2 separate regions of the Anser cygnoides genome follow, and region 2 is linked to region 1. A link is a contact called in public Hi-C data. All regions are on one chromosome and are shown on one strand. The core of a region is the stretch at or near the end of the contact, and the rest is flanking DNA. Distances in the headings are between cores, read along the strand shown.

Region 1 (4,421 bases), core at 1,274-3,773:
GCAAGTTCTCGGTTGGAAGCTAGTCAGCTTCCAGCTCGAGTTCAGAGAACAGCAATTTCTTAAAATTTTGATCAGGTGTCTGTCACTTAATGATCACCTAGAAAGGGAATTATTATCCTCATCATACGAAGCACTCACTTCGGATGACTTGAAAGGTTGCTTTGTTGCTGTTGTGCTGAGTTCTGAAATGTTTCATAACAAGACCTATTGAAAAGTAAATATTAAAAAACGATGAGGCAAGGATGTGGTGGTGCCTGGTCAGGCTGCTGTTTCTTGGAGCTTTTGGCATAGTCTGAGTGGTTTAGGGTTGTGGCAAGCTTAAAATGACTGTTTTGTTACATCTTTTGAGACTGAAATATTTGTAAAATATTTCATTTTGAAGAAGTTTTTTAAATCCCTTTAAAAATTTGTTAATGTCATGATAATGTAATCAGGTGAATAATACCTTTTCCTTTCTTTCGGAGCAAGAACTGAAATTTGGTGTGAAACTTGCTTAACGTTCCCTTTCCCTTGAAAAGCAAACAACCAAACAAAACCAGAGCAAGCTCTTCCCTCTCTGCAGATTCAGGCGTTTGGATCCCGGCAGAATGTGCGCGGCCGCCTGCAGGCCGGCGGGGCCCGGCAGGGCAGGGGAGCGGTGGGAGCAGGCTTGTCGCCCCGTGGGGGCTCGCCGCTGCGTGGTGGCGGTGGCTGTAGGGCTCGTAGGAAGCTCTGGCACAGCAGTGCTTGCCAGCGTGGGCAATGCATTGATCAGCGCAAAGCAAGCAAACCTGCAAGCATGCTCACAGAAGAATGGGAGGGCCGAGTGCTGCAGGCAGGTGAGGTTTGTGTTTGGGGATGCAGGCGAGGAGCAGCCAGCCCAGCCCGCTCTTGTTCCTGCTCCTGGCCTCAGAGAGGTTTGAGCTCGTCAGCTACTTGCTCGGTCACACGTCTAGTTTCAGAAACTTTCTTCACCCTTCAGAAGGTATCTGGTAGACTGTCACGGTGTGCAGGAATAGCTCTGGATATTGCGTGATCCTTTCTCATACGTTGAAATAGTGGACTAGGAGAAGTGGGTAAGTTTATTAAATACTTCGCTGTTCTTCAGAGAAAGCCTGCCTAAGTCCATGCTGTAATGAATAAATAAGTAAGTTTAAGTGTCTTTGACTGTACTGTGGTGTGTTACCAGCACGGATTGCTTGAGGTTGTGTGGATCTAAAGTTCGGGTTGTACTTCAGGCTGTTTTGACTTACGTCTAGTTTGCAAGTACTGAAAGGAAAATCGTTTATATAGAAAGTGGAAAATACTGTATGGGTTTTTCGCATGTACTGAAGTCAGAATGTTGGCATTTTTTTGGAAACACTGCTTTAGGAATGCTTTCTGTGCAGCATTTTATTCCTGGCTGTACCTCTTTTTTTTGGTGTTTGTGTATGTCATGCTTTGTAGTATTTTCAGTGTAAGAGTTGAGCTAGATATTGCAAAGTCTTTCCCATATGGAAATGCACCATCCAGGGTCTTGAACATTTCAGATGGAAGCTGATCCAGTATTGCAGTTCTCAGGACGTTGTATCTTTTTGGCAGTAGGACCATTTCAGTAAAAACAGCTCCTCAAAAAGAAAAGAAAAAATGCTCTTCTTAAAGGTTTTTTAAGGTACTTGCATTTATACTGCCATTTTCCGTCTGATCCATGCATCTCTTCCAGACTTTGGGATTACAGCACACCTTGTGAGAACACGCTGCACACATTTCTAGGCCTCTCATGAAATAATGGAAAATGTAGGACTTGGCCTGTGCTCGAAACCCCGAGTCTGGTCCCGGGGCGAGCTGTTCGGGCGGCCTCGGGAAGCAGGCCTGGCAGCTGGCCGGCATCCGAGGGCTCGCCTGGGAAGCCAGCAGGGTGCTTTCTTTAGGAACTCCTACAAAAAAAACGCAGAAGTCCAGAAAGTAGAAATTCTTGAAATCTGCGTGGTGTAACAGTACCTGATACCACTCTTCTGAGCTTTTGATCCTGTTAAGCAATTGGGGTTTTTTGGTCATGTAGGCTATTGGTATTACTCAACTCTGCTCTGGGGCGCAGCAAATAAATGATAACCTCTTACACTGCAAAGTAACAGCTCTTTTAAAATGAGTGGGTGTAGGACCAGATCCTTCTGTAAGGATAAAACATTTTGTGTGGTGGAAACATGCCTGGATCTGGTGGCGGTGGCTCTGCAGCTGAAGGGAGCCGGGAGCCGCCGGGCCAGCACTCTGAGACGCGGGGCAAAGTGCACGGCCGAGCCTGGCGGTGTGTGCTGGACTCTGCCCCGGCGTGGCAGACAGCTCCTACCCCGCTCCTTCAGCAGGGAAAAAGCTGCCGCGTGCCTGGGAACGGTCCCCCCGCGAATTCCTGCTGGGAACGGCAGCGAAACCAGCGGGGCGGTAGGCGGCTGGGGTGTTGTGCAAGGGAGCGCTGCAGAGGTCAAAGGGAGGGGAAAATAGGATTTAATATTTCACACAAAAGCTCGCTCAGTGCTTCAATTTATATTCTGACGGGTGATAAAGTCATCTAGAATTCCGCCCAGTGTGGGGGAAAAGAGCACAAACATGATTATCCATTCTACTTTTCTGTGTTGCCTTCGTTTGAGGGATGGGGGTTTCATAGTCTTAGCCATCCTCTTTGACAGAAGTAAATTCCCGTTAATATGTCTTTTCGGGGCCTTTTGTCCACTGTAATATTAACTGGCTCAACTAATAGAGATTTCACCACTTCTCTTGTGAGGCTGTTCTTCAGGCAGAATGGCTCTTTGGGATGGACGGTGTTCTTACTAATTCAGCGGGGATTCGTTATTTCTGCTCTCTGTTCTTAAGGAGTTTGGGGGTGTAATTTGTCAAGGATGTTGGCTTTAGATGGATGTCATTTTGTTCAGACATTTTTCCTTAAGTACCAAAACAAGCAGATAAGCGTTTGCTCTCTGTTTCCCTTTCCTTCCCATCTGGTCTATGCACAAAGTCATACTTTGTGCACAGAACACGCAAAATGCATTTGAGGCTTGTGTGGTTTTCAGAAGTTTTTACAGAATTGGAAAAGTAATTTTTTTCTTGATGCAGATTAGGAAGGATAATCTTATTTTCTACTTTGCATTTGCACAGTGATGTTAAAGTTAAATTGCAAGACTTCGGATACACACGGGAGCTGCGTAAAGCCTAATATTAACATTTTTTTATGATTTGATTAAGGTTGTGAAATTGAGAATCTAATATGGAACAACTTAAACAGGAATTTGGGCTCTGTGAATGCAAAGATGGATATTTTACATGGTTTTTTTGTTTGTTTTGTTGGTTTTTTTAGTGTCCCTTTAGACTCCATAAAGTTATAATTTCATTCATTCTTTTCCAGATGGGAATGACAGGTAACACTAGTCCCTTTGGGCAACCTTTCAGTCAAACTGGAGGGCAGCAGATGGGAGCTACAGGAGTGAATCCTCAGTTACCAACCAAGCCAGGCATGGCAAATAGTTTGTCTGCCTTCCCTGCTGACATCAAGAGTACCCCGGTCACCAGTGTGCCCAATATGGTGAGTTGTATCTTACTGTTTCCTTGGGTGATTGTATATTGATCCTGCATTCTGAATTCTTGGGTTGAATGGCTTTTGCAGCATTACTGGACTTCTGCATGATTATTTAAATGTCAGAGATGCCCCAGAGTTCTTCACTACTGCTCTGTGGAGCATGTGGGAAGTTTGTGTGCATTTTTATACAGGAATTTAACTTCCAAAGCAAGCAATATGTTTTGTTATAAGATTGCATTACATCCTTTCATTTTGTCTGGGACATTTAGTTCCAAACCAGATGAAGATGTTTTCTCTGCAAGTGCTGCTTGTAAGTTTAAATGCCTAAATCAATTAGAATTTGTGTTGGATACACCATAAACTTCCATGAAAGCTAAATAGTGCCTTTCATATCCTTTGAATCTAATATAGTAAGCACACCACATGCTTTTCAGTTGATATTGTGCATAACTTGCAGCTCGCAAGCTTATGAGGATATTCTTATTAGGATATCTTGCCCAAGTTTGTAGTATTCTGTTTACTAGTTTTCTTTATAAAACGAAATGAAATATTCCCATTTGTCTCAGTATGTCTGTGTATTAATCAAACCGCTTGTGTCGTTTCTATGGGAACTCCAGCTTGTTGCATTTTATATTCTTATACATGATAGCAGTTACTATAGAAACTTGTAAAACCTTCCATAAGATGCAAATTGCTTATTTTTTAATTTAACTTGAAAACCAGCTAGTTTTTGGCACAAGCTATGCTTGTTCTTCTATCAGTGAGTTTGCTACCTGCCTATAGTTAAAAAGGCTATTTAGGAGAAGGAATGGGATGTGATAAACTTCCTCTTTTTTTCCTGATTTTTAGGGAAGCACTTCCTAATTTTCCTTTAGTTGCACTGTGAAATCTTTGT
Region 2 (4,421 bases), core at 871-3,370, 35 kb before region 1:
TTGCTGATTGATCCATCTCAGCTTATGGATTTCATCGACATTGTCCCAGTGCCCTTCTCAGTCTGGCCTCCAGAAGTTTCTGGTCTTTGGGGCTATGTCGACATATTGGGGATGAAAAGAGCCCCAAGCAACTAGTTTGGGTACAAGGTGATCTGCTACTACCTTGGCGTGCCACGTCACCGGGGCTTATACGACCTGCTTCTCAAGTTGGGAACCAGTATGGAAATCCACTGAAGCATATGAGCTCCAGTCCTATGAACCTGTTTCAGCCAGGGAAGTCTGTCTAGACAGAGTGCAGGCATTTTTAAAGGCAGGAGCCCCAGCCGCTTCCTGGCGCCGCCGCCCGCTGGGCTCCCCCCGGTGCCTGAGCGCTGCCCCGGTGTGCGGCTGTGCCAGCCAGCGGGGTGGGGACAGGTGGCCCTGAGGGACCGGGGACGCTGGGCCTGCTGGAAGCTGGACCCTCAGTGGGTCCGCAGCGGCCTCTCGCCGGCTGCTGGTGCCCAGGCTCGGGTGCTGGGGGCAACAACTGGGGCGGTTTTTTGGCAGGGCATGTGTGGGGCGTCCCCAAGCCCTGTGGCATGAGGGGCACAGGGCTACAGGGGGCAGAGGATAAGGACAGGCGCAGGGGTGTGCTGAGGGAAGCCGGCCATTCTGGGGGGACAACAGGCAGACAGGCAACAGGGGGGACAAGGCCCCATGGCCTTAACGTTGCCCCAAAGCCCTGCAGGAGGGCACGGGCTGGCAGGTCCTGAGGGTGCTGGCGGGGCTGAGAGGTGACGCAGTGGGACGTTGAGAAGGGGAATCTGTGGTGAGGCTGGGAGGGGACAGTGAGAGGGGGGAATGCGGGGGGATGCTGAGGGGACTGAGGGGGAGACACTGTGAGGGAACACGCTGTGAGGGGGCACAGTGAGGGGGCCGTGAGGGGAGACACTGTGAGGGAACTGTGAGGGGGGACACTGTGAGGGGACATGCTGTGAGGGGAGACACTGTGAGGGGACATGCTGTGAGGGGATACATGGAGGGGGCACACTGAGGGGACTGTGAGGGGGCACACTGTGAGGGGACATGCTGTGAGGGGATACATGGAGGGGGCACACCGAGGGGACTGTGAGGGGGCAAGCTGTGAAGGGGCACACTGTGAGGGGACATGGTGTGAGGTGCCACACTGAGGGACGTGCTTTGAGGGGATACATGGAGGGGGCACACCGACAGGACACGCTGTGAGGCGGCACACTGTGAGGGGGCAATAGGGGGTGCTGCGAGGTGCCCGGCCGAGGCCAGCGGGGGAGGCTGAGGTGAACGACTGGTACGGCACACGGAAGAGGCGGCTGAGGGGGACCGAGGGGGGGCGCGGCGAGCGTGCACCACGGGGGCGTCGAAGGGCAAGCCGATAGCGGCCGCCACACTCCACCACCCGCCCCCCCACCCCAGGACGCCGCGGAGCAACTGAGGACGAACTCCGCTCTTTCCGGCGCCGCTCGCGCCTTTCCGGCGGCGGCGGCGGCGGCGGGGGCGGCGGGGGGGCGTGCCCGGTGCGCGGTGACGCAGCGCGCAGGCGCCGCCCCGTCCCCGCCCCCATGGTCTCTGGAAAAGAGAAGAGAAAAAAAAACTTTTTTTTTTAATTGAGGAATCAACAGCCGCCATCTTGTCGCGGAGCCGGAGCGCGGCGCGAGCGGAGCGGGGCCGGGCCGGGCCGGGCCGGGGCAGCGGGGCCGCCCGCCGGGACACGGGGCAGCCGCGCCGGGCGCCGCCGACGGGCAGCGGGGCTCGGGGCCGCGGGGCAGCGCCGGACGGGGCCCGCCGGGCTCCGCCAGCGGGACCGGGAGCGGCGGCGGCGACCGCGGCGCGCTCATTGTTTTGGGGCGTTTTTTTTCCTAATTTTCCAATTTTCTCTTTTTTTCTTTTTTTTTTCCTCTCCCCCGCCTTCCTCCCCCCTTCCTTCCCCTTTTCTTCCCTCCCTTCCCTTCCCCTCCAAGCTCCCCCCCCCCCCCCCCCCCCCCCCCCCACCGTTTTGGGTCCGCGGCTCGCCGCGGGTGGGGGCGGCGGGGAGCGGGCGGCGGGGGACCGGGAACCGGGGCCGAGCCCCCCCCGGCATCGCGGAGGGCCGAGGAGGGGCGGCGGGGGGGGGGGGGGGGGGGGGGAGGAGGCCCCGCTATGCTCCCCGAGTGACTGCCGGAGCCGCCATCCGGGCACCTCCTCGGCGGCGGCAGGGCGGGGGAGAGGCCGGGAGGAGCGAGGCCGGCAGGGAGGGGGCGCTTGGGTTCTTCCCCCCGAGCCCGCCCCGAGCCCTCCTCCCTGCGGCCTTGCTGCGGCCCCGGGTATGGGGGAGAGGGGGCCGCCGGCGGCCGGGCACTGAGCGGCGCTGTTGTTCGCCATCCCCCTTCGTTCTTCTCCTCCGGGAGCGCCTCGGGACGGGCCCCGAGCGGCGGCGGCGGCTGCCATGGCGGAGAACTTACTCGACGGGCCGCCCAACCCCAAGCGAGCCAAGCTCAACTCGCCGGGCTTCTCCGCGAGCGACAGCACAGGTGAGACCCCGGGGAGGGACGGGGAGGGGTGTGGGGGGGGTGTTTTGGGGGTTCCCCCACCTTCCAGGGGCGAGCGGGCGGGCGGGCCCGGCGACCGTTCGTCGCCGTACGGCGACGAACGGTCGCCGGGCCCACCCGCTCGCCCCCCTTCTCTGAGGGGTCCCCACCCTTCCCTGGGGGTCCCCTCCTCTCCCCGGGGGTCCCCATGCTTCTCCTTCACCCCCCCCCTTCTGCCTACCCCCCCCCCCCCCCGCTGCCACCCCGCTCTGCGTCTCCGGGGCTGTGCTGCGGAGCGAAAAAAAAAAAAAAAAAAACACCCTCAACGCCACATCCCTATCCTGCTTTTTTAATATATGTATTAGTATTATTCTCCTTCTGTTCCCCCCCCATCTCCTTCTATTCCCCCCCTCCCGTCTCTGAGTGCGGTGAGACGGGTTTAAGGCGCTCGGTTCGACCTGTTCCGAGCTCTTTCCCTATTTAAAATTTAAAAAAAAAAAAAAAAAAAAAAGAATCTGCAGACCCGCTCAGGCGCTCAAGTTGTGATGAAATGCCCGGCAGCCCGGCGGTAGCTGCGACTCGTCTCCGCGTCGCGTAGCGTCTTCGCCCTGCTTCCCTTGTCCGAGGGGGCTCGTAGGTGATAAAACGCAGCAAAATTTCTCGTTTCCAGCAAGCGTGCGCCCGTCGCGAGTACGCACGTGTGTGCATAAGCGCGTGTGTGCGTGTACTCAAGTCTTGAAGCGTTCCGTTTTAATCGCCGAGGCAGTGCCTTCATAGGATCGTGTAGTGTGTTTGACTTGCACCTCTGTTCTCAGAGATTCCTGAATCTCGTCGAAGGGTCGGCGATAAGTTAATCGTGGTGTGCCTGCTGTGTTTTTATGGATAGGAAAAAAATATTACTATAATTGAGCTGATAAATTCTGTGGTTTTTTTTTTCAGTTTGCTTGGTGTGCATTTGGCAGTAGCTTACAGATACTTCAGGCTTTTTATTTTTTCTAATTCATGAAATCTTTTTCTTCTCAACCTCCCAAGAAATGAAACATGCCAAAAAGAAACAGTATTAAGAGTAAGAATTGGCAGAAAAATATCTAGGTGAGGTCTTGTGACTGAACGGCGTTAATCTCTTTTGTGGAAGTGACAGAATGCCATAGGGAAGGCTGATACGTAAGTTGCTACGAAATGCACCACAGTAACCTGGGAAAAGCACGATTTTTCTGAAATTCCTCAGACCTTTAGACTGTACGGGTAGCCAGGGAAGGCTGTTTGAAGCTGAATCTTTTTTTTTTTTTTTTGAAGTTGTCTTGGTCTGTTCTGGAATGCTTCAGTCATAATTACGTCCTGTTCAGCAAGTTCTAATGCGTCTCGGGGAGCTCTGTGCAGCGCTAGAGATGTAGGCTCCAGTATCTGCGGGAAGTTTTGCACAGCGGAGGGGCCTTTGGCCACCGGGGACAGAAAGCCCCACGTTGTATTCTGGAGAAGTAGGGTTGCATCCATAGTCTCGTGCCGTGATCCCTAGGCAAAATGCCTCTCTGTTGGAGAGCGCAGGTATGTTCGTGCACTTGGCGGTGCTTTTTCCAAAAACTACGCTTTAGATTCGATCCTAGCAGCCAAGGCTGTTGGTGGAAGGATTGCTGCACGCTTCTATGCGTTGTATCGGGCAATGCAAGTAGTATGAGTGGTGATTGCTATCAAATACCTGCTCCTGAACCTGAAACTGCCTGCTTTCTTGCACTGGGGCTTAAATGAACAAGTTTTGGGACGACCTGGGAAGTTGTCTTTGTGTAGGTGGGCATGCAGCTTGCGTCCTGGGCAGGCAGTGAGTTCTGGGATGGATAACTGAGTTGTAGCTGCAGTCGTAAACCCATGCCACTTGATGCTGCAGCTTACGTGCTGGGGACG

Evidence for each region. Hi-C and Micro-C count contacts between places; a contact is called where the count stands out from the background.
Region 2: a contact with region 1 is called in a Hi-C map of liver, with 4 times the contacts expected there. The contact joins the promoter of CREBBP here to the enhancer-like site in region 1. A contact is called at or near these places in 2 of 7 Hi-C or Micro-C datasets (both in liver).

What each region holds. Positions count from the first base shown.
Region 1 is chr15:11,812,278-11,816,698 of Taihu_goose_T2T_genome, reverse strand. CREBBP (CREB binding protein) reads left to right here. Exons shown (of 30, transcript XM_066977615.1): 3 at 3,356-3,532. Among named protein-coding and RNA genes, the nearest start is that of CREBBP, 34 kb to the left of the region's middle. Within about 2 kb of position 2,523, at least 2 of the 3 cell types and tissues checked have open chromatin away from gene starts, as enhancers often do. A contact at or near this core is called in liver, where this site is marked.
Region 2 is chr15:11,846,581-11,851,001 of Taihu_goose_T2T_genome, reverse strand. CREBBP (CREB binding protein) reads left to right here and starts at 2,120. Exons shown (of 30, transcript XM_066977615.1): 1 at 2,120-2,525. The coding sequence starts at 2,441.